Regions from separate parts of the Gossypium hirsutum genome. Here region 1 is linked to region 2. Evidence: chromatin contacts called from public Hi-C data. All regions are on one chromosome and are shown on one strand. The core of a region is the stretch at or near the end of the contact, and the rest is flanking DNA. Distances in the headings are between cores, read along the strand shown.

Region 1 (4,947 bases), core at 57-2,556, 210 kb before region 2:
CGCCCGAAGGCCCGCCCAAAATTTGGGAGGGTTTGGGAAAAAATATAGGCCCGAAAAATAGGCTTGGACAAAAAAATGAGGCATGTTTTAAAAATGGACAGGGCCTTGGGTAAGGTATTTTTAGCTCGGGCTCGGCCCGGCCTTGCCCGAATTCACTAAATGACAAAAAAAATTTGCATATATATTTTTTTTATTTTTGATTGTTATTTTCTTGTTGTTTTCTCCATATTTTACTACCATTTTACTATTATGTTGCTATTATTTTGTTATTATTGTGTGGATATTGTATAAAATTTATTTTATTGTTAATTTTCTTGTTATTTTAAAGGCATTTGTTAATTTTTTTATTATTTTAGAAGCATTTGCTTGTTAAGTTGCATTTATCTTAGTGTTATTTAAGTCTACATATTTTTTAAAATTTATTTTCAATTTGTTGAGAAATATTTATTTTGATATTTTTAGTATTTTTGATGTATTATATATGTTTAAAAATAATATAAAATAATATAAAAAATTAATACCGACGGGCCGGGCCTGGCTCGGGTTTTAGTATTTTTATCCGGGTCGAGTTTGGGCAAAATTTTAAGCCCTTTTTTGGGCCGACCCGGCCCGAGCCCAATAAATGGGCATGATTTTTAGTTGAGCCCTACCCAAACTTGGCCCGGCCCATGAACACCTCTACTTCCAACCAATCTCTTACTTCCACGTTAACAATATTATAGATTCGATATTTTTAATTAAAATTAGAAATTTTACCACATATTATTATTACATATAGTTTTTAAAATAGCCTAAAATCATAATAAAATCTAATTTTTAGAATTAATAATAATATATACCATGCATTAAAATAAAATAAAATAAATTTAAATAAATACATCAAAATAAAAATATTAAATTCAAAATTATTTATCATAATATTATCATTTTAGATAAGTTGATATTCTCAATTAATGACATTATTAATATATACAAATAATATGAATAATAAAATTAAAATGTATAAATGCTAGAATAAAACTATAATTGAAGTGGTTAAAAAAGGATTTTATAAATAAATATAACATGAGTTTAAATCTCCACATTCATAACTTTTTTTTATAATTTTTGTATTGTTTTTTTCTAAAATAAAAAAAATCATTATAATAATATAATTTATTTAAAATATATAAAATATATAATAATCTTTTAATAAATTAATATGGAATTAACTCCCGACATCCACTAAATAAAAATATTTAATTAATAAAACCTAATCTAATTCAACTTCAAATTTAACCAAGATGGTTGTAATTTGAAATTAGGGAGAGATTCTGTAAAAAAAGAAGACATTAGGGGGGGATGAATTAAAAAAAAAAAAGAAAGAAAGAAAGAAAGGAGGTCTTTTTCATATATATTTTTCAACTTGGGATTGATTAATTATGTCTGTCCGTTAAAATCTTTAAAATCTTAAATGGCTAAGGTTTTACTTTACTTTTTATAGTACTACTTTTCGTTCTCTCGCTCTTGTGTTGTGTTTTCCTTGAATATTGGAAAAAGCCAATTTTTTTTCCTTTTTCAATTTTGATTAGTATCAAAATAGAAGGTATAAAAGGTGCTTTTGGAATTCTGGGCTTTGGTATTTGTGGTCTAATAAATTATTTCTGGGGAAAGTTGGGTGGTTTTTAGTTTGTAGAAAGTTGGATTCTTTTTTGAGAGATGGATGATGAATTTGCTAAGCTTGTCCGGAGGGTGAACCAACCCAGGTATTGCTTTTCATTTTTGGATTTTTGATGGGACAGTATCAATTTTTATTTGAATTTGTTCAAGGGTCTGTCAAATTTTTCTCTTCTTTTTTCCTCTAAGTTTTTAGAAAATAAAATTTTCAGTTTTTACAAGTTATCCTCTTTCTTATCGTTATTGTTTCAATATTTTTATTTATTTTTCTCTTCTTTTTTTTTTCTTTCTGCTTTGTGTTGATCAAAGCTGTTTTTCTTCTCTCTTTTTTTTCTTAGTGTTATTTTCATGGTAGCCAATTACTGTTCCAAAATCAAGAGCGGCAATTGGACTTTCTATGCCAAAATGATATGTTTCCTTGAAGGCTCTTTTATTTGATTAGTTGAAAAAAAAAAGTAGGGTTAATATGAGATGTATGCTTATTTTTGTTGCAGAGTTGTGATTGACAACAATGCTTGTGAGGATGCCACTGTTATCCATGTAAGCTTCTTCCCTCTGCCTTTGCTGTAATTAGGTTATCTTACGTGGCTAATTAGTTCCTTAGATCTCTGTTTATCAACCTATCTATAATGGTTTAAATATGAATTTTGCTGGTTAGGTTGACAGTGTCAACAAACATGGGATTCTCCTGGAAGTTGTCCAAGTGCTTACAGATATGAATCTTACAATAACAAAGGCATACATATCATCTGATGGAGGATGGTTTATGGATGGTAAGGTTTTTTTTCTTAAACCCTGCTTGAATTGTATGTTAAATCCCGGGTTAACCAGTTACTTGTATGTTTCAGTCTTTAATGTTGTTGACAATGATGGCAACAAAATCAGAGATAAGGAAGTTATGGACTATATTCAGAGTGTAAGAACTTACCTCATCCTTATTGTTCAATGAATTTAACTACTGGCTTATCTTATATAGTCTGTTTTGCAGAGAATTGAAACTAGTGCTGGCTTTGTGCCATCACGGAGAGGCTCCGTAGGCGTGATGCCTGCAGAAGAGCATACATCGATTGAACTTGCTGGCACTGATAGGCCTGGTCTATTATCTGAAGTATGTGCAGTTCTTGCTGACCTCCATTGCAATGTTGTAAATGCTGAGATATGGACCCATAATGCTAGGGCAGCTGCCGTAGTTCATGTGACAGATGATTCAATGGGCTGCGCAATCAGTGATCCAAAACGTCTCTCAACGATAAAGGAATTGCTTTGTAATGTTCTCAAAGGAAGTGATGACTTGAAAACTGCAAAGACAACACTTTCAGCTCCAGGTGTTATGCACAGGGAGAGAAGGTTGCATCAAATCATGTTCGCAGACAGGGACTATGAAAGGGTTGAGAAAGCAGGAGTTAGGGCGGTAGAGGAAGGGAGTTCAAGACCTCAAGTCACTCTGTTGAATATCGAGAAAGATTACACTGTTATTACCATGAGGTCAAAAGATAGGCCGAAACTATTGTTTGATATAGTCTGCACTCTCACAGATATGCAATATGTTGTTTTTCATGGAATGGTGAACACAGGAAGGATCGAAGCTTATCAGGTGAGTTGGTTACAGTGAAGTAGCTTGTAAAAAAATGACAATAGCAAACCCTTTTTATTATAGTCACTATTAGCCAATGGTCAACTTTAACAGTTGACAAGTTGATGCTATTGAAACCACTAGCGTAAGATTGATGCTGACGTTGTAATCCAATTTGTATTGGAATTCTACTCAGTTAAGCACAAGTTGTTATTGCTTACAATTGCATCTTAACAGTGATAAACTGTTTTTTCCCCTATTTCCCACTAAACAGAACTTATGTTTCGTTGTAGGAATTCTACATCAGACATGTAGATGGGCTCCCCATTAGCTCGGAAGCTGAGCGTGTTCGTGTTATTCAATGTCTAGAAGCAGCCATTGAGAGGAGGGCATCTGAGGTATAAAAAAACCAGCTTGGCACAACTCCACATGTACACACACACACACGGAATAAATAAAACCAAAAGAAACCAAGAAAAATGATTATGGTAAGCATGGTTTCATGATATTACAATACCCTTGATCATTTTCATGGTACAGGGGCTGGAACTAGAATTGTGCACAGACGACAGACTTGGACTCCTGTCTGACATCACCCGTATATTCCGGGAAAACAGCTTGTGTATCAGGAGAGCATTAATTTCAACAAAGAGTGGCAAGGCCAAGGACACCTTCTATGTCACAGACGTGACAGGAAATCTAGTTGATCCCAAGATCATCGATTCTATCCGTGCACAGATTGGACATACCGCATTACAGGTGAAACGTAACTCAAGTCTTGCACCAAAACCACCTCATCAGGAGACAACAATGGGTCATTTCTTTGGAAATCTATTCAAAGCTCGAACTTTTCAGAATTTCAAGTTAATCAGATCTTACTCTTGAGACATCTCCTCCTCTTTTAAGTAGATATATTTGTACAGGAATATCAGATATTAAACCAAAAGATATACATAGGGAGAAAACACAGTAAATATTTAGCTTCTCCCTTGCTTGGTTACCAATGTCCTGATACTGCAAAGGAAAAGAAAAAAAATTAGCCAGTCACTATACTGTAAAAGTTACTGCTGGTATTTGTATATCTTCACTGTATCTATTGTAAGTAACATTTGTATAGTTTAATAAAAACATGGCTAGAAGTTTGTATAGAAGCATGGTGTGAAAATATTTTAAAATCAACTCTAATGCAAACCGGATGGTTTATAAAGAAATTTTATTCTCAAAAGGCTCCTCGCACCAAGACAGTATCCCTGAGTATTTTTATAAAGGGATGATTGTTTTCCAATGATAAAACCACTATTAGTCTATTATAAGGATCGATCGATCGATCAATCGTCTTTCTCCCATATCGCATTTGCCCCCATGTCTTTAGCTGTCTCGTAACTCTTTTCTGATCCAGTCATGAGAACAGTCACTGACTTAGCAGCTAGAATAGGCCGAGCATTGATCTCCGCATCCAACCATGCAAACCCAAATCCGACTTGGACTCCGTCTCTCGAACAGACCCTTCTCCGACTTGGTTGTCGTGAGTCGCTGACTCCGTCACTTGTCGCTCGTGTCATCGACTCCTTCCCCTCCACTCACTATTCTCTTGCTCTCGGCTTCTTCAACTGGGCCTCTCGGAAACCTGGATTTTCCCATGATTCAATCTCTTATCAGTCAATTCTCAAATCTCTCTCGTCTTCCCGCCAATTTAATGCCATTGAAACCCTCTTAAA
Region 2 (4,966 bases), core at 1,725-4,224:
CGACATACGATGCAACAGTGATGGTAATATATGTATATATATGTTAAGTATATTTCAATTGTTTTTTACTTGTTATTCTAATTGTGTATAATATCCAACAGGCACACAAGAAGTATGAACCATTTTTGAATAAAAGCATTGATCATTATGATGAAATGGCTGTGGTTGTTGGCAAAGATATGGCAACAGGGAGTTTTGCCAGAACATTTGCTGACATAGATTTGGATGATGATAATGAAGATTCAATGCCTGTAGACTGCGACAATGAAGAGGCTGAAGAGGTAAGAACAAATGTATCTTCATCTGGCACATCCAAACGTAAAAGAAAAAGTGGTCAAGAAAGTCTCGTTGATGAACAAATTAAATTTGTGGGTGAGCAACTTGGCGAAATTGCTAATGCTTTGAAACAATTTACTGCCGACAATACAGCACAGCTTTATGAACAAGTGATGTCGATGGAGGAAGAAGGATTTGATGATGACTTCTTGTGTTCTGTGTGTGATTATCTAGGGAGTCATGAATCAGAGGCCAAAATGTTTTTAGTTAAAAGTAAGAAGCATAGAAAAATTTGGCTTCAAAAATTTTCTCAGCGTTGAAGATATTGATACTTTTATGTGGTGTAATATTATGCACTTCGACAATGTTGTTACTATGTGGTGTACTACTAATTATGTATTTGGATAATATTATTTCTAGTACTCATTATGGTTTCGAAGCAATTTATAATTATTCAATATTCTTACTAGTACTCATTATGGATAATATTTTTTCAATTTATAACGATCAATATTGTAGCTTATTATTGAGTATTATTATAAATAAATCATTGCAATATATGTAAAAACAATTTAAAATATAAAAATTTATTAATATATATTAATATATGTAAAAAACAACTTTTCCGGAAAATATTTTCAGGAAATCTGTCAAACAGCAGAAAATATTTTACAAAGATTCAATCAAACACCAGAAAATATTTTCCAGTAAGTCATTTTACAGAAAAGTAAAATATTTTCCAGAATTCATTTTACGGAAAACATTTTACAGCCAATCAAACAGACCCTAAGTATCAAGATTGATACCAATTTACAGGTTAAGCATTGTTTTGGAAAGTTTAATCTTAGCAGGTTAAAATGGGTTTAAAGACGATTTGGTTGAGTTGGGGCAGAACAGAATGGGTTTCCAAGCGTTGGGCTGTTTGGTGGGTGGTTTTGCATTTGCATGCAGGCCTTAACAAATTATTGGATTGTTGTGTTGTGTGTAAATTTTGAAGGCAGAAATGTTTGGGGTGATTTATTTAGACCTGGACTACTGCTACATATATGTAATATATGGAATGGAGGTCAACATGATCTAAAGTTTCGTGAATCATCATCAATGTATGACTGTCCCTTTCTACCTTATCATCCTATGTCCTATATATATGAGAAACATTCAACCACTTGGGTCCAAAATACCATAACTTTTGCACTATCCAGAAGCTCACTGGAACTGCAAGTTAGTCTTGGAAATTCCAAGTAGATTAGACTGAATAAGTAAATATTTATGGGAAAAAGAATCAAATCATGAATCTCACACCCATAACAAGAAGAATAATTATATGCCTTTATATTTATGCTAAGAGAGCCCAATGCCCATGGCCATGGCGATGGAAAGGTTCCTCGGCCACTCCCAACGCCCACCCACCTCCCAAAAGTCAAAACTTCCAATAGCTCCTCGTTCCTATCCATTTCCCCAGCACCATATTCATAAGATTCCATCTCTAGCAACTCACCGGCCTCTCTCTCTCGAATACATATTAATCTTTCCAACCCCACAAAATCATACACGTCATCATAATCCACTCTCACCACACGTGTTAATCCCAATAAGAAATCAATGGTTGTACGGACATTGACCCCTCTTCCTTCCTAGCTAGTCACTAATCGTCAAATCCTTTAGTTTTACTGTTTTTATGGCTGTTCAGGAACTGAGTTCTTGTCTAAGCCCCTCCAATTTCATTGTTTGGTGAAAAAAAAAAAGCAAACTAAAGAAACAAACAAAATAAAAAATGAAGTGGGAACTCATTGAAAATAACTATTTTAATTTGTTTCCTTTGTACAGAGGAGGGAACCATCAGCCATTACATTTCACACTTGAGATCAAAGACTAGTTAAAACTTGAAACAAAGGGCACACCAAAAAGACCCACTTGTGAGTAAAACACCAATAAGAAGGAAAAAAAAAGAAGGAAAAGCTTGAGAGACTAAAGACATATCAGCTACTGCTGTATTCCAAAATGGAGTAGACTCCAAAACTATCACTCCTCTTCCTCTGCCATGCTTTTCTCTATCAGTTTTTTTTTTTAATGAGGAATGCCAAAGATGATCAAAGCCAGAGAGCACCAGCTTGTTTGAGAAGAGGAACAAGAGTGCCGTTGATATGAGAAGCCATGACTCTATCCATTGTACCCACAAGTTTCCCACCAATGAACACAACAGGAACAGCAGGAGAGCTTCCAAGCAACCTCATCAAAGCTTTCTCCATGTCTTTCCCTCGAGGGTCTTGATCCAGCTCATACACAGTTGGGTTTACTCCCATCCCACAAAACAGCCTCTTAATGGCATGGCACATGCAACAACTGCTAATACTAAATACAACCACCGCATTCTCCGAAGCCAACCTCTCTATCCTCTCCAATGGATCCCCAACTGTAGTCCTGGTGGTCGGCACGTAAGAACCCCATGAACCTGTCTGGCAATGCATTTTTTTTAGTAAATGCTAATAAGGTGACTGCTTCTGCTGCAAGAAATTAATAGAGGGGGGAAAAAAGAAAGAAGATTTGGGATTTTGGCTGAGGTCAGTGAGTGAGATCAAATGGTGAAGCTTGCCGCTGGTGAGAAACGAGGAAGGTTTTAGTTGGTATTTATAGAGAAGGGAATGCAAAATATGGGCAAGTTTTTTTGGGGAATCATCAATGTTTTATTGTTATTTTAATGTGAATATAAAGGAAAGTAAACAAAGTTGGTCTCTTGAGTCTTTTGCAGTCCTCACTCCAGTCCAGTTCAATATTTGGAGAGAGAGATGGCAGTAAAAAGAGCTATTTATGTTGTCCTTTTCCTTAAAAAAAAAGAAAGGTCTTTTCATGGGTTTAAGCAATAATAACGAGTTATATATATCATCTGAGTTGTGTGAACTAATTGAGAAGTTTTGCTTTCATTTAGAAATTCAACTAAATAATTACGAGGGTGTGAGACTAAAAAAAGTTATCATTAATTTTCATCTAATTGACTACATGATATATGTCAACTCATATTCTTAGTTGATCACTGATGATTGCGATGGATATTTTAGTTTCCAACTTTTATATATATAATCATGAGGTAATCTTTTCATCAAAAAATTATTCTTTGTTAATATGTTAATGTTTTTTTTAATGAATTTTATTCTCTTTCAATCTTTTTTTTTTGTATATGTACCTACTTATCCTTTAATTATATATTACGTTAGTTTATTTTTTTTATTAATTAATATGATGATCTAGTGGTGAGGTCGAATATGAACATTCTCAAGCGCTCTGATTCTATAACTGGTGTGGGGCGGTTTCTTCCTTTCTAGAGGGAAAAAAATAAACAGAAGAGAATTAGAATATTGCAAATATTTGTTACATATGGGACACATAATTTATATTATCTGTTTAGCATCTTAGATTATATATTTAGCTTCCAATAAGGAAGAATTTGATCTTTATTCCTTTTAGACTTGACTTTCTAGGCTTTTCAATAAAATTAATATCATGAATAATTATTTCTATCAAATAATAATTTTATTTATTTAATAGGGTAGACTGGAATTATAAAAACTTATTTGAAAAGGTAAATATAAAAAGAGTGAAACATGATAGTCATAAATAACTTACCAATCACTCTTTGTCAACCACGATTGGGTTTGTCTAGATTTTATCCCTCCTAAATTATTTGATAAATTTAATATCTTTTCTCCACAAGTACGGAAGCACATGCAATGTTGCTTCCATGGCTCACATGCAGCACGCACGCATGCCTTGGACTATACATGCAGCCTTGTCTAACATTTATGCAACAATACCTGCATTTTTATTTATTTATTTTATTTTTCATGATTATGAAGTTAACTAAAATTAAAGTGGTGAAAACAAAAGGAAGCACAATGAGATGCTGAGGGTTTAAAAAAGGTTTGGGTGGGAAGCCAATGGGGCATGGCATGGGTTTTGGTATTTGCAAGCTAAGGAGTGTGTTAATGTTGTTGGTGAGAATAATAAATTAAAAGAAAACGGTATTCTTGGATTGTGCTTGTCGACTTCTTTTTCAACCTCCTACACCTTTCTTTTTGTGGATTTTGCCAATGAATAAATTATTTAAATCGTATTAACCAATATTATTCCTACTCATAAACAATATTGATATATCTTTATTTATAAACCCCAAAGAAAGCTATAGAGATTATTGTGTTATGTTAATTTGTATCTTTCTTTTTTATTTTCAAAAAAGAGGGGGATGCATGGTGGTGAATCAAAAACTAATATGTACTGCTATGATCTGATAGAGATGATTTGATGAGTCAACTTTGAAGCTTTTGGAAATGAAAAAAAAGGCATGCATGCTTTAGATTTTTGAAGTATGTGGATGGATGTACCTCGAGTGAATATGTAGATATAGTCTAAAGTCTTAAAAAAGATTGAAAGATTGAAATGCCATAACATTCATGTAGCTGTCGCTCTCTGCTCTCCCTATGCCTATGCCACTAAAAAAGAAGTTATGCTTTTGCTTTCTTTCTTCAACCCTAAACCCTATTTTCTGATCAACATTTCTTAATGGTCAAAGTAAGCACACCAGCTTGGTCAGGATTGATGTTGAATCGTAGCCGTTTGATAGCTGAACAAAAGTTGATCAAACGGTTGGAGTTTTCATACACATATATATTATATTTCAACAATATATATATTACAC

What was found. A called contact is a pair of places that touch in the nucleus more often than the background predicts.
Region 1: a Hi-C map of leaf shows a contact between it and region 2, with 2.0 times the contacts expected there. The contact joins the promoter of LOC107957026 here to the promoter of LOC107942705 in region 2. A contact is called at or near these places in 6 of 34 Hi-C or Micro-C datasets (hypocotyl and leaf).

What each region holds. Positions count from the first base shown.
Region 1 is chrA05:83,153,624-83,158,570 of Gossypium_hirsutum_v2.1, reverse strand. It overlaps LOC107957026 (ACT domain-containing protein ACR6), which reads left to right and starts at 1,306. Exons shown (of 7, transcript XM_016892450.2): 1 at 1,306-1,745; 2 at 2,151-2,196; 3 at 2,315-2,429; 4 at 2,505-2,572; 5 at 2,645-3,250; 6 at 3,523-3,627; 7 at 3,770-4,380. The coding sequence starts at 1,699. The coding sequence ends at 4,114. It overlaps LOC107957025 (pentatricopeptide repeat-containing protein At5g14080), which reads left to right and starts at 4,412. Exons shown (of 2, transcript XM_016892449.2): 1 at 4,412-4,947. The coding sequence starts at 4,631.
Region 2 is chrA05:82,947,274-82,952,239 of Gossypium_hirsutum_v2.1, reverse strand. LOC107942705 (glutaredoxin-C1) reads right to left here and starts at 2,974. Exons shown (of 1, transcript XM_016876426.2): 1 at 2,067-2,974. The coding sequence starts at 2,744. The coding sequence ends at 2,367. LOC121228958 reads left to right here. Exons shown (of 3, transcript XM_041112005.1): 2 at 1-23; 3 at 256-285. The coding sequence ends at 285.